3 separate regions of the Sus scrofa genome follow, and all the other regions are linked to region 3. The links are chromatin contacts, called in public Hi-C and HiChIP or PLAC-seq maps. All regions are on one chromosome and are shown on one strand. Each heading gives the region's core, a stretch centred on a gene start, on an enhancer-like site or on the middle of the called end of the contact. The rest is flanking DNA. Distances are from core to core; before and after follow the strand shown. Region 1 holds the start of PER1 (period circadian protein homolog 1). Region 2 holds the start of MYH10 (myosin-10). Region 3 holds the start of RPL26 (ribosomal protein L26).

The links. Hi-C and Micro-C count contacts between places; a contact is called where the count stands out from the background. HiChIP or PLAC-seq counts read pairs in DNA pulled down with a chosen protein or histone mark.
Region 1: a contact with region 3 is called in an H3K27ac HiChIP or PLAC-seq map of alveolar macrophages. The contact joins the promoter of PER1 here to the promoter of RPL26 in region 3. A contact is called at or near these places in 1 of 47 Hi-C or Micro-C datasets (epiblast stem cells) and 1 of 2 datasets of contacts at active chromatin or transcription factors (alveolar macrophages).
Region 2: a Hi-C map of embryonic fibroblasts shows a contact between it and region 3, with 1.9 times the contacts expected there. The contact joins the promoter of MYH10 here to the promoter of RPL26 in region 3. A contact is called at or near these places in 2 of 47 Hi-C or Micro-C datasets (embryonic fibroblasts and liver).

Annotation. Positions count from the first base shown.
Region 1 is chr12:53,375,063-53,378,617 of Sscrofa11.1, forward strand. PER1 (period circadian protein homolog 1) reads right to left here and starts at 1,661. Exons shown (of 24, transcript XM_005657042.3): 1 at 1,511-1,661; 2 at 1,145-1,281. VAMP2 (vesicle-associated membrane protein 2) reads right to left here. Exons shown (of 5, transcript XM_003358281.5): 5 at 3,345-3,555.
Region 2 is chr12:53,779,748-53,782,880 of Sscrofa11.1, forward strand. It overlaps MYH10 (myosin-10), which reads right to left and starts at 1,805. Exons shown (of 44, transcript XM_021067863.1): 1 at 1,409-1,805. The coding sequence starts at 1,467.
Region 3 is chr12:53,551,736-53,554,978 of Sscrofa11.1, forward strand. RPL26 (ribosomal protein L26) reads right to left here and starts at 1,718. Exons shown (of 4, transcript NM_001243458.1): 1 at 1,684-1,718; 2 at 802-974. The coding sequence starts at 969. It also overlaps a transcript of NDEL1 not described here.

The DNA.
Region 1 (3,555 bases), core at 411-2,910, 180 kb before region 3:
TTTAGCTAAAAAAAATTTTTTTTAAATATGACCCAGGCATTTTGCTGAGTACTTTACATACATTAACTTATTTAATCTTCAGAACAAGCCTGTGAGATAGATATCATTATCCCCATTGCACAAAGACCGACTAAGGCTCAGAAGTTACTAAACTTGCCTAAGTTGCTTCATAATATGTTCTCTGACTCTTAACAAATGGGGCCCAGGATTCGAATCTGAACTCTGTTAATGGCTTGTCGTTCTGGCTTCTTACCCTTCAAGAACCTGTGAGGTGTTACCACCTCTGGGGGACCTGGGCCTCTCAAATACCCAGCCCATTCTGAGTTTGGTGCCTGAAACACAGATGCCATCCCCCCCGCCCCAACAGTCAGTCTGCACTCTCTACACACTTCAAATCGCATTGTCCCAGTTTTCATATTCTCACAAAGTCCTTGAGATCACCCTGGCAGCCACTAGCCCCAGTGATCTGCTAGGAACCCCACTTCCTGACTCCTCCACCTCATCACAGGTCACTTTACCACAGGCCTGGTTACTTGTACAGACAGATACCAGAGCACCCAGTTCCTGCCTCCTCCCCTCCAAGGACTCAGGAAGACACACGTGCATCCAATCTGCACAAATCCATCCTCCCTCTTGAGATCCAATAGTTCCTACCCCACGCTCACTCCCAAGGATGGCTCCGAGGCCCAACCCCTTCTTTTTACACATGAGAGAGACATCCAGAGCCACAGCCAAGATGTGACTGGCTCAGGGTCACATAAATCATCACACCACCCTTTTTCAAGTCACCTTGTCAATCCCTTGGTACCCACCCACCTGCCCTACCAGGGCCTCTCTCTAGCTTCACAACTCCTGCTTTTTTTTTTTTTTTCCTTTTTACTGCTGGCCGCAAATGAGGCATGAGTTCCCCGGCCAGAGGTTCAATCGGAGCTGCAGCTGGAGCAACCGGCACAGCCACGGGCAACAAGGAATCCGAGCTGCATCTGCGACCTACGCTGCAGCTGATGATCCTTAACCCACTGAGTGAGGCCAAGGGATAGAACCTGCATCCTCACAGAAACGGCGTCCTTAACCGAAGAAGCAACAACGACGAGAACTTCTCCCTCCACCGCCCTGGCCTCTTTCAAGTGCTTAAGGCACCTACCCGAGCAACAGTCACGCACTGGAACGTCCCCCACTGGTTCTAAAGGGTCCGGTACCTCCTGGGAGCAGAGGTCTCAGCTCCCTCAGGCTGCCGAACGCTTCCGAACCCCTCCCCGCGGCAGTCAGGGATCCAGGCACCTTGGAATAGCGAGGGATCTTAAATCAGTGATTCCTGCTCCCTTCTCTCTAGAACTGAGTTCGCGGCCCCTATTCCCTGCAACCACTAGAGCTCCCACCGCGGCGATCACATATCCACACATTCTCCTTCACGGTACTGCATTAACATTCCTCCTTACGCCACGCGGGAAAAACCTATACCAATCGCCGCCGCTCCCCGCTCCCCACCCCACCACGCCGGAGCACTCACCGCTCGGCTCTCACGCGCGGTACAGTTTCTTCCCAACTAGGATCTCGGAGACTTGGACTCGCTCCTTCAGCCTCGCCCGCCGACCAGGACGCCACGCCCCTCAAGCTTATTGGCCTAAGGGCGCCGACCCATGCCCCGCGCCGCGTGCGGGGCCCCCCCCGCCTCCGCCCAGCTACCATTGGCACCGCCCGCCGCCGTCACCTTCTCATTGGTCAGTTTGCCTACCAAGCGACAGATCCACGTGCGGGAGGGGCCGCCCTAGCGCGTTGATTGGAGGTCTGAGGAAAGACACGCCCCCACTCACATCCGAAATTCTTATTGGCTGTGACTCCACCCCCGGCCTGCCTAGATTGGTGACGCAAACGTCAGTCCAGCCCTCCCAATTTTCTCATAGGCTGAGACATTCCGGAGCTGTAGAGGACACGTGCAGGCGGTCTCACGCGGCAAGTTGTTTACCTAGAAGCTGGGGATTTTCCTTGACGACACTCTTACCCTAGACTGCCGAGTCTGCGCAGGCGCAGATGTGAGCGCCCGTAACTTTGTGGGGGGCGCTTTGAGAGCCGTCCCGTGCGTGACAAGAGCGCCCCCGCGCTGGGACTCTGGACCTGAAACTCCCAGTAGCTGGAAGGTGTGAGCATTAGGTGAAGCGGTCTTCAGGTCTCCGTACCGCGTGACGATGATGACAAAAAGATGATAGCCACCTCCCAGATTATTTTCTGTGGCCAGGCCACGCGCTTCTTATAAAGCCGGAAGAGGCGGCGGCTCACTTCCCACCGCCTCACTAATGATACTGAGATTCAGAGAGGTTACATAATCTGTCCGGAAGAACAAGCTAGTCTCTAATGGGATCATGATTTGAACCCAGATCTCCCACATAAAGAAGGCGGGTCCAAGAGCCTGCGGGAATCCTAAGCCTGTAAAGAACTCAGTAGATGAAGGGTAAAAAGGCTCTTAGTACCTGTCCTGAAAATAGTAAGCCCTCAACAAATGGTGAACATTATGATAATGACTGTATACCTAATTATAAGAATCACTTGGTCCCTTACAACTGCTGACTCAATCTCCGGGGAAGGGGCCTGAAAATCTATTTTAAAAAGCATTCCTGGTAGTTCTCATGAGCCGACAAGTTTAGGAAACATTATCGAGATTTCCTATGCGGAACCCTCATGTTGCCGCCCAGAAAAATGGGCCCTCCGGAGCTCACCTAGCACTCCCACCTACTGTTGAAGTGCCCGGGGTCAGAGATGCAAGGGTACCACATCGGCTGCATTTGTTGCTGGAGATTAAGAGTTCAGTGTGGGGGTCCAGAGTCACCAGTCTGACTGCACACAGGGCAGGGGTGGCAAGCCCTGCAGCCGACTCCACACCACACTCACCTCTGTCTCCCTGAGCCGTTTTGTTCAATTAGTATTTATTAACCCTTCTGGATGTTAGCACTGTTCTAGGCACAAAGGGGAAGAGATGTTTCCCAGTTGTCCACCTATTTCAGGTCTAGGAGTAAATGACCACAGGAGCAACTGCGTAACACCTGAGAGTTAAGTCAAGGAGTAGAAAGGGATCCAAGAAACAGCAAAATGCCCTCAGAAAAGGAATGGGGGGAAAGCTGAGAAGCCCAGACCGCAGGGTTCACCAGGCTGAGGCCCTGGGCTCATGAACACATTATCGATTCCTGGTGCCCCCTTGTGGCCACTTTTGGGATCACACTTTGCCCTGCCCAAGGTCAGGTTCCTTGGCAAAGCTCAGTCTCTTCCAGATGTATCTTCTCAACCTTCTTGTTTTACCTGCAGATCCAACACCCTTCCCACTGGTTAGGAAAAGATCTTAAACCACCACCTGGTTACTCATTACACATTTATTGTACATTTTCACAATCTGGATGCGCCACAGAATTGGGGGCATGGGGTGAGGGAAGGCGGGGCAGGGGACACTGGGATAATAAGGGGGTCTAGAACACAGCACCCCCACCCCCAGCATCTTTCCCTACCCTTTCACAACACAGCTTTGATCTCCCTGCTCCCCCTCCACACAGAAACCTTTGAGTGTGG
Region 2 (3,133 bases), core at 555-3,054, 230 kb after region 3:
AGTTCCCAGGCAGGCCGGGCTGGGGGCCTCCCGGGTCCCCGGGCCGCATCCGCCTACCGCTGGCCCACAAAGCCCCCGCGGACGCCGGGACTCTGTGCCTTCAACTTCCCTCCGACCCCATTCCAGGCCGATTTTACGGGATCAGGGTGTGACCCCCCCCAACTGTAGGAGGCAAGGAAGCGACTCTGCGGCGAGCCTTGCCCAGATCACTTACACAATAAAGGGATCCCGAGGCGAGGGCTGACCCTCCCCCCCGCCGCCCTGCTGCAGCGCGCCCCCGCCACATTTCCCGCCTCGCCCCCCCAAACCGCCCGGGCCTGGCCGGGCGTCCACTCCCGGCCCCCGCCGGCCCCGGAGCGCCTGGTAAGACGCCCCCACCCTCCCTCCCTACTCCCCCGGGACCAGCGGAGCCCGACCCTTCCCACGCCGGCGGCAGGCAGCTCAGACCCTCACCCTCCGCGCGCTTCCCCGGCAGTGCGCAACCCTGCCCTCCGGTCCCTCCACCACCAGGTCCCGGCGCTGCCCGCCTTCCGAGCCCTCGGCGAGCCCCTCTCCGCACTCGGGGTGCCGGACCCGGCCTCACCCACCCAGCAACCCACCAGGGGTCCTTCCCGTCCGGCGCCCCCACCCCCACCCCCACCCGGGATGGCGCTTTCCAGCCCGCCCCAGGATCCCTCCCCTCCTGGGAGGCAGGCACAGACTCGCTGGACCCTCCGGGACCCCCACGAGGGCAACGAGTCTCCCCAACCCCACGTCCCACGGATCCCGCACGCCGAGTACCAGGTCCGCACATGCCCACCTCTAGAGCTCCATCCCCAGGGGTCATCTTCCCGCACACCCAGGCCTTGATCCCTGCATGGGTCTCACTCTCCAGGACCTCATTCGCCGACCCTCCAGGGGTCTCTCCACCCACTGGGGTCCCGTCAGTCACCCCCAAGGTCCTTCCTCGCACGAATCTACCGCCCCCGCAGCACAAGCCCTCCGCCCAGAGCCCCTTCCATCTTCCCCAGCTCCGGCTGCCGCTCCGTCCCTGCCCTCCACAGTGGCCCGGGCCCTCAGCCCGGGATCCTTCCCTCTCCTACAAGCCGTCCGCAGGTCCCCGGCTGCCGCACTCGGACCCGGGCAGCCGCACCTCTCACCTTCAGCCGAAGATGGTGGCTCCGGCGCACGTCCCCAGCCGCGACCACGGATCCGGCGCCTCAGTCCCAAACCCACCGCTGCCTCCGCCGGGCTCCTTTAGCACTGCTGCTCCGGGCTGCCCCACCCACTCCCACCCTCATTGGGCCAGCTCCACGCCCGTCACCACCGCCCCCAGACCCACTGGTCGGTTTGAGCGCCCATCTCCAAGGGAAGACGTTAGCAACCCGAACGAAGCTACCTTCCCCCGAGCTCCACTCCCTCCACCCACCTGAAATGTTGCTCATTGGCTCCCGCTCCCGGCCCGGGCCGCCGGGGCCCCCATCTCATAGGCTGCGACGCACGCCCGTCAGAGATTCCGGGAGGTGCGGCCGGGGCAATCGCGGGCGATTGGCTGGCTCGGTCGGAGATGGACAGCTGAGGCCGGCTGGGCGCCCAGCTATCCCTCCGGGCAGCGGGTGCGGACCCCGCAGCGGCCTCGGCTGTGCGGACTGCCGGGCAGGTGTGCGGCGGCAGGAGCCGGTGTTCCGCCTAGACGCGCCTCGCCCTGGCGTCAGGCCGCCGCGGCAGCCCTCTCGAGCGCCTCGCCGCCTCCTCTGCCTGTCGCAGCCGCCGTGCCCCGCAGCCGCACCGGCTTCCACCGCGGAGTCGCGGGCCCCCGGAGGCTGCCTGCAGGGGCGGGGCCGGAGCGCGGTCCAGAGGCCTGACGTCACCCCCGGGGCTGCAGGGGGCGGGGGCCGCGGCTCTGCGGCTCACCTGCAGTGGGGGAGGGGAGGCCGGGCTCGGGGTGCAGCTCTGCCCATGCGCACCGGCCCTGCAGCGGCCCGGGCTGCAGTCCGCGCTCCGGCCACTGTCGCGACCCCGGACCCGAGCTGACCCTGCCCGGCCCGCTGAGCGGCGGGCGCCGGACGGCTTCCTCCGCCGCTGCGGTTTTGGAGTTTGAGAGCGCAGGGGCCTCCCTACCCGGCCTCCTGGCTGGGCTGAGATTCCAGAACATTGAGAAGCGAACCCGCCTTGGAGAGAGAGGACTTGGGAGAAGGACTTCGCCTCATTCGTTCGTTCGTTCGTTCGTTCATTAATTCGAGTGCCCTACTTGAAGGGCTATGGCGAGGTTCTGCAGGGCTGTCTTATGCCCCAGGGCCTATTAATTTTCCTAAAGGAAAAAAGAAAGGACGCCAAAGGACACAAAATAAGGAAAGGAAACCAGAAAAATCAAAGTTAATAAAGAGTTAATGAAATGGCCGCACTATCGAGTCAACTGCAACACAACTGTTAAATAATTGTATATAAATAAAGTTTAAGTCACCAGAATAAAGTGATTTATTACAAAAACTGAAAATTAAAATCTTTTCAGAAAATATTCACAGCAAGATGCAGTTATTTCTTGTTAGATATGGGTGCCTTTTAATACTTATGATGTGATGTAAGTGGCAAGCCTAGGAAATATCCAGTCAGTTGAAAAATGAATAAAGCGAAAAACAAAACAAGGCAGGAAATGATAAGGAGGGGTTGGTGGAATTCAGAGAAGTTCCAAGGCAGCTGAGTGCAGAGTCTTTCCTGGGGAAGTCCACCTCAGGCCCTGTATTGTCCTTTGTCCTCGTGCATCTGGTCTCCCACCCCCACCTGAGTGCTGCAGTGAGCTGCCCCTTGTCCAGGTGTCTTGTGACTTGGCTCCACAAAGAAGTCTGTCCTTCTTAACACAGCCTGGACATGAGCACAAGTTAACTGTACATAGCATGTAATGGTATTCCTCTTCTGAATTCAAAAACAAAACAAAACAAAAACGAAATGCTTTTTAGAGAAGACCAAACACTCCACCTCAAACGCCTGAGTCTCAGCTTTGCCAGCCACCGAAGTCATTTCTGAATGCAGTGTTGCATGCAGAGAGCTTTCAAACACAAACAGCCACCAAGTCCGTGGTTTCCCATAATTTTATAACAAACTCAGTGGACCATCAGAAGAAGAAGGCAGGAAGCTCACCAGAATCCAACGTCAC
Region 3 (3,243 bases), core at 468-2,967:
TGTAAAAATATCTTGAAAGCAGAGAAGACTGCCTCCCAAATCTCCTGGCAGTTTTAGCACCAGCACAGAAGGGACAAATGGCTGTTCTCAACCCCTACCACTATTTGGGAACTTTAATAATGTTGCTAACATGAAGTTGCTTTAGAGACTGCTTGAATCTTTTAATCAGGTAGGAAACATTTATAGAAAATTTCACTTAAATAGATTTGACAAATTATTTACTAGTGTTTGCAAACAATCATATGAAACATGATTCAGTTAGGACTTCTATAGTTTGGATTTTTTGGGTCTTTTTAGGGCTGCACCTTTGGCATATGGAAGTTCCCAGGCTAGGGGTCCAATCCGAGCTACAGCTGCTGGCCTACACCACAGCTTACAGCAACGCCGGCAACCCACTGAGTGAGGCCAGGGATCAAGCCCCCATCCTCATGGATGCTAGTCAGATTCGTTAACCCTGCTGTCTGGATTTTGACTCAGACACACAATTGTTTACTAGTCCTCAAATGCCTCCTCAACAACCAAACATACCCAGAAAAAAATACTCCCCAATCTAATGTTATGGTTCCAAGCCATCTTTCTTTTGTTTAACTATGACTGCATCTGATACTTGGGGCAACTGATTTTCACCAAAGTAAAGGTGAAGAAAGCAGCACACTTTTTATACTTTAGTCCCTGGCTCAACATCTTTCTACTCCGTGTTCTGGGAGCCAGTGTCTCAGATGTGTCCCTTGCAGAACGCAGTCCACCGTCTATGCCAAATGTGTGGGACATCCGCTATGATGATAAGAACACAGCACATACCTGAACTTCATCGTCCTTTCGGATGGGCATGGATCGAACATTGTACTTCTGTCTCAGCTCTTTGGAAAGAGGGGAAGACATAATCTTCCTGCGAATGTGGGAAGGTGCATTGAAATGCCTTTTACGGTTCTTGCTTCGGTCGGAGGTCACAAAAGGATTGAACTTCATTTTGGCTAAATAAAAAATTAAATGTAAACCCTTACACGGCCAAAACCTCACTCAGTTTATAAACAAGTAACTGCAACAGTTTCATCTCGAACGTTTACAACGCTCACAGAAATTGTCATAAATCCTTTAACTCCACCAAAACAGAACTTTCCACTATCAACACTTGTTTTAAACTTCTTGTGTAAGGAAGCTAAGATAGGACTTACATCTACTGAATTAGGGCAAAGCAGATTGACAACTCAATTTAAATAGAATCACGTTTTAGAAAGACCAATCAACGTTAGCCTACGGAGTGTGAGCACATTTGAACCCCTCCACAATGAATGAAACCAGGCTCCTCATCCCGAACCTGGAAAACGCACAGAACTCGAGTCCAAAAAGGCGTCTGACGGGCGAACGCGATCTGAAAGTTCTGCACATTTACCAAGAAACTATATGGAGATCATTACTTCGGAAACCACACTGCACAGGCTAGATTCCATCGCAACAGGCTCCCTCCCCTTTAGCGCTGGTTTCCAAGTCCCAAAGTCTCTCTCCTCCTCCCCCAGCCCGGAGGCCCTTTGGATAGGGGAAAAACAGGCCGAGACCATCCTGGCCCCCCTCTCTGGCTGCTACTCGACCTCCAGAACATGATCTAGGTCCCCGGGATCGAGAGCCACCGTGCTCGTGAACGGATGGCTGCAGATTATATGCACTGTCCGGGGAAATTCTCACCCGCTGGCGCTTCAGCGATGGCCGCAAAAGGGAAGAGAACCACAGTCGTCTTCCGGTTGTGTAAGTTTCCGAGAGATCTCGCGAGACAGATGTTTCTTGGAGCGAGAGAGGCACGGCGTTGACGGCGGAGAGGAAACTGGGAACGAAACTGATGACTACCGACCTCTTGTGTCTCGGAGGGGAACTGTGAGGGACTGCAAAACACTTCTCCAGGTCCTGGTTCCTCCCTTGGGAGCTGTGGGTTCCACAGGTGAGTTCTCTGGGAACAGTGGTACCTGGGCGAGTGGCGGGGGCTGCTCAGGCTCTGACTCTTGCTGCGGGTGTTGAGGGAACGAGCGGCTCCAGGGACCCCTGCCCCTTCACTCCCTAGCGCCCGGCGACTGGTATCCCATTAGCCGGGAAAGAGCAGGTCCTATATTTGAAAGCAAGGTGGCGCTGGGATTCCGGCAGGCCGGGCACCTCGATTACCTGGACAATCCCGCCCAAGCCACGGGCGTGGGTCTGTTTGGTGTGTCTGTCCGGTAGCCAGCTCCAGCCCCACGGCCGCTGCCGCCCCCAGGCCGCGGCGTGTGCCGACTGCTCCGTGGGGTCCGCCCGAGGTTCGGCTCCCGCCGGCAAGAGGCCTTCCAAGGACTGGGGCCCGGGTCCTCCTCCCACCCCGCCCAAGTAGGTCCGCGTTTTTAACGAGCTCCCAGGGGACACCGAGGGTGCTGGTCCAAGATCGCGCTTTGAAGGAGCGCGGCGTGGGGAAGCCTTTCCCGCCGAGAGCTGTGCCCTTTTCCGAATTGCACTGCCTGCTCTCATTCGGTTCAGGATCTGATGGAAGCAAGGCAAGGGGGCGCGCTCCCCTTGCAAAAGGACTGCACTGCGGGGTGAGCGCCGGCCGCGCCCCTGCTGAGGGATCGGTTTCTGCTGAGTGAGTAAGGCGGCTGTCATGCTGGGGGAAGACACGCGTTGCGTGGTACAACGAGCAGTGAGCTTTCCGAGTGTTGGGGACACTCTTCCACTCCCTGCAATTTTCGCTCCTTTATTCCACCAGACAGCCTCGGGTCCTGGTATTGTCCCATTTTACAGATGGGACACTGGACCACAGAGAAGTGAGAGGAGCTTGTGCGAGGTTATAGGAACCCATATAAATCCTGTCATGAACAACAAGGTTATATATAAATCTTGCCTCTAACCAAGCCATGCAGGCTGGCTTCCCAGCCCCTTCTCGTAATTCTATGTACAGTCCCATTTGTAATACCCCATTGGGTCAAGTCAAAGAGTGGATTCAGTCAAGAACAAATGTTTTCATGATTTAAAAAGAGTTGTGTTCTTACACATGCTGTGAAGAAGTTCCCCGGGGTTTTATTTGTAATTCAGGAATCCAGGGGTTGCCAGTTGTGGTGCAGCGGAAATAAATCTGACTAGTATTCATGAGGATGCAGGTTTGATCCCTGGCCTTGTTCAGTGGGACAGGCATCCAGCGTTGCCGTGAGCTCTGGTGTAGGGTGTAGGGTGTAGGTCGCAGATGCACTTCACATCCTGCGTTGCTGTGGCTGCAGAGCAGGCCGGCAG